2 separate regions of the Mus musculus genome follow, and region 1 is linked to region 2. Evidence: chromatin contacts called from public Hi-C data. All regions are on one chromosome and are shown on one strand. Each heading gives the region's core, a stretch centred on a gene start, on an enhancer-like site or on the middle of the called end of the contact. The rest is flanking DNA. Distances are from core to core; before and after follow the strand shown. Region 1 holds the start of Ftcd (formiminotransferase cyclodeaminase). Region 2 holds the start of Lss (lanosterol synthase).

What was found. Hi-C and Micro-C count contacts between places; a contact is called where the count stands out from the background.
Region 1: a Hi-C map of liver shows a contact between it and region 2, with 1.8 times the contacts expected there. The contact joins the promoter of Ftcd here to the promoter of Lss in region 2. A contact is called at or near these places in 8 of 39 promoter capture datasets (the 3T3-L1 cell line, 3T3-L1-derived adipocytes, embryonic stem cells and 3 more), 1 of 15 datasets of contacts at CTCF or cohesin (the NIH/3T3 cell line), 4 of 484 Hi-C or Micro-C datasets (all in liver), 5 of 115 datasets of contacts at active chromatin or transcription factors (embryonic stem cells, hepatocytes and pancreatic cancer cells) and 3 of 9 other capture datasets (adipose tissue, liver and pancreatic islet).

What each region holds. Positions count from the first base shown.
Region 1 is chr10:76,574,280-76,577,060 of GRCm38.p6, forward strand. Ftcd (formiminotransferase cyclodeaminase) reads left to right here and starts at 1,369. Exons shown (of 14, transcript NM_080845.2): 1 at 1,369-1,480; 2 at 2,222-2,405. The coding sequence starts at 1,427.
Region 2 is chr10:76,530,342-76,533,041 of GRCm38.p6, forward strand. It overlaps Lss (lanosterol synthase), which reads left to right and starts at 1,264. Exons shown (of 22, transcript NM_146006.2): 1 at 1,264-1,333; 2 at 1,509-1,677. The coding sequence starts at 1,320.

The DNA of each region.
Region 1 (2,781 bases), core at 119-2,618, 44 kb after region 2:
CATCCATCCACTTGCAAATGCCAGCATCCATACACATGCCATCAGCCCCACAGTGCATATAGTCTAACATCTACTTATATATGTGTGGGGTGGTGGGCTATGCACAGATAACCTGGTCCCCAGTTGAGCATAGGTCTGGAACCCCGGAGCCCCAGAGGGCGGAGATTTCCACCTGCATGGGATGGCAGGAGTTCGGCCATGCCTCCTGGGCACCTGGCTCCTGTCATGTAGCTACAGCCTCCCACAGCCCCCTGCAGAGAGGTATGGGCATCCATCAAGTAGTAGCTGCACCAAGCCCTCCCACATGCAAATAAGGTTTCCCCAAACTCTCAGTCCAAGCCAATGAGAAGTACCTGCTGTCAAAACCCCAAATCATCCCCAAAACTGTATATAAGTCCGTTCCAGGGAATAAAGATGTGCGAGAACTACTCCGCCACCCGAGCCTTTGTCCTAAGAGCTGTAACACTTGGCGAGAGATCTGTTCTCCTGAAGAGCCACCTGAGGCCCTGCCACACTCCTCACTGGCTAGTCAGCTTCTTGTCTGCCCAGCCCGACCCGACTTAGTGCAGGGCGGCATGGAATTACAGCATGGCAGAGACGGAGGTGGAGCTGATTGACCGACAGTGCAGCAGAAGCGGGCAAGTGACTTCCCCTCCCTGCCTGCATTCGCTTCCCTTCGCAGGAAACCTCGCACCAGGCCTGGCCAGAGATCTCCGTGGAAAACCTCAGGCCCACATATATACACATTAGCACCCTCATGTGTATTCACACCAACCCCTACATATTCCCATATGCCCTTGTATACACTCACGTACACATACACACACTCACCTACTCAGTTCACCCATATGTACATCTAACCCATGAACTGTACACACAAACACTCATACATAAATCCCCATGGTCAAACACATTCTTGCTCCCACCCCATGCTCTCTCCTGCCTCTCTGAGCTAAGCCGACTTCTGGGGAGGACCAGGCTTTATGCTGGGCTTCACACATGGCTTCTCCTCCCCCACCTCCCTGAGGACCAGGCCCGACATGAAGAGTTACTAAGCCAGAAGTCCCATGGGGCCTCTTCCAGAAAGGCCACACTCTGAGGGCAATACAGGGTCACCTGGATGGTCAAGAGGCAACCCTGGCCCAAGCTGGGCCTTGAGCTCAAGTTGGCTTGATGCCCTAGCCTGAACTTTGTCCCTCTAGGCCTCCTGGGGTCCTCGGCCTGTGCCCCTCTGACGCTGTTCATGTGCTTTTTGTCAAGCTCATCCCAGAGAGCACCCCTGCATTCTTCAGCTCCCATCGCACTGTCCCTGGTTAATAAGAAACTAACTGTGGGGAGGTATAAAGGCCCCAGGGCCATCAGAGAGTTGTCACTCTGTGTCCCTCTACAGCCTCTTGAGAGGAACCTCTGGACTCAGGTGCTGGCCATGTCTCAGTTGGTGGAATGTGTCCCCAACTTCTCAGAGGGGAACAACCAGGAGGTGAGGTTCCTTCCAGGGCTGTGTGGGTGCTCTGGTCCCAGGAAGGGAGTGAGTTTGGTGTGGGAGAAGATTGCCTTCCCAGAACAGGCAGGGCCACAGCCCTGTTGGATCCCTCTCAGGAACCATTTCTGTCAGCTCTGGAACACTCTGGAGGAATGGCAGGGGGCCTGGGGATTTTGGAGTGCTCCTGGTAGGGGCCTAGTGAATCCTTTGACTGCAGTGTTCCTACCTGAAAACGAAGTACCCTGAATAGAGAGATGCAGAGGGCAGAGGTCACAGGAAAGGTCACCCCCCACATATATATTAACTCCTTCCTCACCCCTGAAGCCTTGAGAGGCAGGCACTATTATCAACCCCCTTACATGATGGAAAAACTGAGGCACAGAGCAGTCCTCATGATAGGGTTTGGGCTCTGGGCCCCAGTTTTGACCTCTCATATTAGCAGACTGTCCCTACCCTGGCTGTCCCCACCAGAAGGATGTGACTCCGTCCACCTTCTCTGAGTATCTGGGTGTTGGCAAAAGGCCCATTATTTATTTTTTTGGGCCAACCTCAACCTGGGGTGATCATGGCCACTCCCATGGGGGGCCTTCCTTGTTGTGCCATGTGGGTTCTTGGACTGAATGAAGGTCAGCTCTTTGGGGGAACTGGCCAAACTACCTGCTTGAGATCACACGCGGGTGTGGGTTTACAGCCTTTCCAAGTGGGGACTGAGGCACGGTGTCGGGCCTCTCTCTCCAGGTGATTGATGCCATCTCTCGAGCCATCTCCCAGACCCCAGGCTGTGTGCTGTTGGACGTCGATGCCGGACCCTCCACCAACCGCACTGTCTACACTTTCGTGGGGCAGCCAGAGTGTGTCGTAGAGGGGGCCCTCCATGCTGCGCGTACGGCCTCACAGCTCATCGACATGAGCAAGCACAAGGGTGAGGCAGCTCAGGCTGAGCCCGGGCTCTTGTGGTTCAGCTTCCAGGCTGAGCTGGTGACAAGGCGTTCTGGTTGAGGGGCAGGCCCAGGGCATGCATGGCCATGCGGTGTAAGTCAAGCGTGGCCTTGGTATCTATTCCCAGGAACAGGTTGGGGGGAAGGCAGGGAGACAGCCTTAGGACATAGGCTATGGAGATCAGCTGCCCTCTAGAGTGGCTACCTCTCTTTTTGGATCCAGTGGTTCTATGATCATCTACAGGGGCTCCTCATCCCAAGGTCTTGACTAGACTAAGGCCTGGGGGAGCCAGAAGAGGACAAAGAGCTGGGAAGCAAATGTGTCAACTGCCTCTAAAGCAAACACAGTGGCGGGGGTGG
Region 2 (2,700 bases), core at 14-2,513:
CCATGTGGGTGCTATAAACCAATTCCAGGTCCTCTGAATGAGCAGCAAGTGCTCTTACGCACTGGACTTAAGTATTGGCCTCCAGTCCCCAAATCAATAGTCTGAGGCAAGGCTCAGTTAAAATGCCTTGTCTTATATCTTTACAAGTTTCTAAACTGGGCAAAGAAGAGGTTAGTGTTCTTGACTAGCCATCTAAAATTCCGATTTTCCATCTAGGGAAGGTGTGTGAGTGTTCTTTGCCTCTTACTTCTTCCTTCTCTGATTTGTGGTTCATGGCCCCTTCCTTGGCAGCGTTTTGAGGGCTAGGTGCAGGGAGGCTATCGGGTTTGGGTAGTTGTAAGTAAGTCGGCACTCTGTAGGACACACTGTACCGCTGGGAGTTCTTGGAATTATATTTTTCTGATCTCTGGTCGTCATTCCTGCATGCCAGCAATGCTTCTCAAATACTATCTGTTCAAATGTTCTTCATTGCACGTCTCTACTAGATTCTGCCGGCATACCACAGGCTTTCCTGCTTCCCTCTCTACTGTCAAACATAATCAAGGCTTTTCCCCCTTTAACTTGTAGGACTCCAAGCTCCAGGTATCCTGAGAGTAGTGCTGTGGCTAGGGAAGTGGAACTCTACCTGCTAATGGGAGTCAGGACACAGCCCTCTGCACACTCTGCAGCTGCTCCCTGTGAGGAGCCTGTGCCCGCTTTCTGAGAACACTACTCTGACCCTCTTCCCAACTACGTGTCATCATAGTTTCCTCCTCCCTTCACTCGGGTCAAGGCCCCTGCCCCATGATGGTCCATGTGGTGCCTCGGATCAACGCTAGTTTCACCTCAGGTCACTCATGCCTCTTCCGTACTTCTGAAGCACTCGTGGTTTCCGCGGCCTCTTTCCTGCATGTCGGAGGGGCCATTTTTCACCAACCCTGTAGGTATCCCGGCTCAGAACACCCAGACCAGAAGTCCAAGGCTGTCATCAATAAGGATCTAGAGGGGCCGGCCCCGCCCCCCATCCCGCCCCGCCCCTCCAACGGGCCTGCCCCTCCCACAGGCCGTCCTCGCCCACAGGCCGGCCTCTTTCATAGGCCCCGCCTCCAAAGCGCTTCCCGCCCCGCAGCCACGCCCCCTGGTGCCCTCGCGGCGTCGGGCGGCCCTGCGCCCAGCCACTGTGGTCGCGGTGCGTCTCTCGTGCCCACCTGGTGATGCTCTGATTGGCCGAGCTCGCATCGGCCCACCCAGTAGTTCCGGTCGGCCGAGGCTCGCGCCTGCGCAGTGCACTAGGCTGTCAGGTAAAGGGCTGGCAAGCGGTGGCAGAGAGTAGTGCTGTCATGACTGAGGGCACGTGAGTCGCGGACCCTGGGCTTCCCGCGGGTGTTGCGAGGGACGCGGCAGGGCGGTGGCAGGGAAGGTGTCTGGACAGCAGGGTGGCATGGCTGGTGGCTCTGCATGCCTGGATTGCAGGCATCCCACCTGGGCGGAGTCTAAGGAAGGCTGCTTCCTCTCGCTGGTCCCCTCAGGTGTCTGCGGCGTCGTGGGGGACCCTATAAAACTGAGCCCGCCACCGATCTCACCCGCTGGCGGCTCCAGAATGAGTTGGGTCGGCAGAGATGGACTTATTATCAAGCGGAGGACGACCCTGGTCGAGAGCAGACCGGGCTAGAGGCCCACTCTTTGGGACTGGACACAGTAAGTGATGTGATTCTGAAAGCACCATTCCATCCCAAGACTGGAAGCCATCACTGATCAGCCTACACCGTGCCTTCCTGAGCCAGAGCTCTGAAACAGTGGAGAGCCTTATTTAAAAAACAGGCAACCAGCCAGTAATATATGCATATGTGTAAACCAATGTATATGTGGGTATAGTGTGATATGAGGAAAAGCTGACTATAAGAGGATCAGGAAAGTTCACAAGTTATGTAAGAAGATGTAAAGCTAGTTGCTTTTCTAGTTCTAACTCTGTCATGGGCTTTGTGGTTTGGGCAATAGATTAATGCATAAAATATAGTGGGTACTGAAAGTGCATCATTTTATGGAAAGTTTCACAGTCTCCCTTTTCAAATGCCAAGGTCATTAAGTTGAGTAGACTTTGTGTTTGGTTAATTTTGGTGTGCGATGTTTTTATTAATTTGCAGGTTTCTTTTTATTTTAATAATAAGGCTTATAATTTTTTGTTTTTTAAAACAGATATGAACCTGGGCCCGGCAGGCATACCTGTAATCCTAGCCGCTGAGTAGGCTGTGACAAGGATAAAGTTTAAGATCTGCCTGGGCAGCTGAGTAGAGCTTGTCTCAGAAAATAAAGAGGCTGGGCATGGTAGTGCTGGTCTTTAATCCCGGCACCCAGGAGGCAGAGGCAGGCAGATCTTTGTGAGTTTGAGGCCAGCCTGGTCTACAGAGCAAGTTCTAGGCCAGCCAGGTCTACGTAGTGTGACCCTATCTCAAAAATGATAACAAATAAATAAAGAAGAGGGCTGCTGATGTGGGTCAGTGTTTGTGAGTGTTTGCCTCAATTCAATCTAAACAACAAAAAGTGTGGTACCTCCTTCCGGAGACAGGAGTAGAAGCAACCCTCGTTATTTAAGTCCCTCCACCTCAGAGACCTGTGGAAGAAGTTGCCCTAATTTGGTTTCATTTTGAGCATTCCACTTTGATATTTAACTTTTGATTTGCAGGAGAATTACAAAGATGGGTGTGATTTTTGTTTGGATCC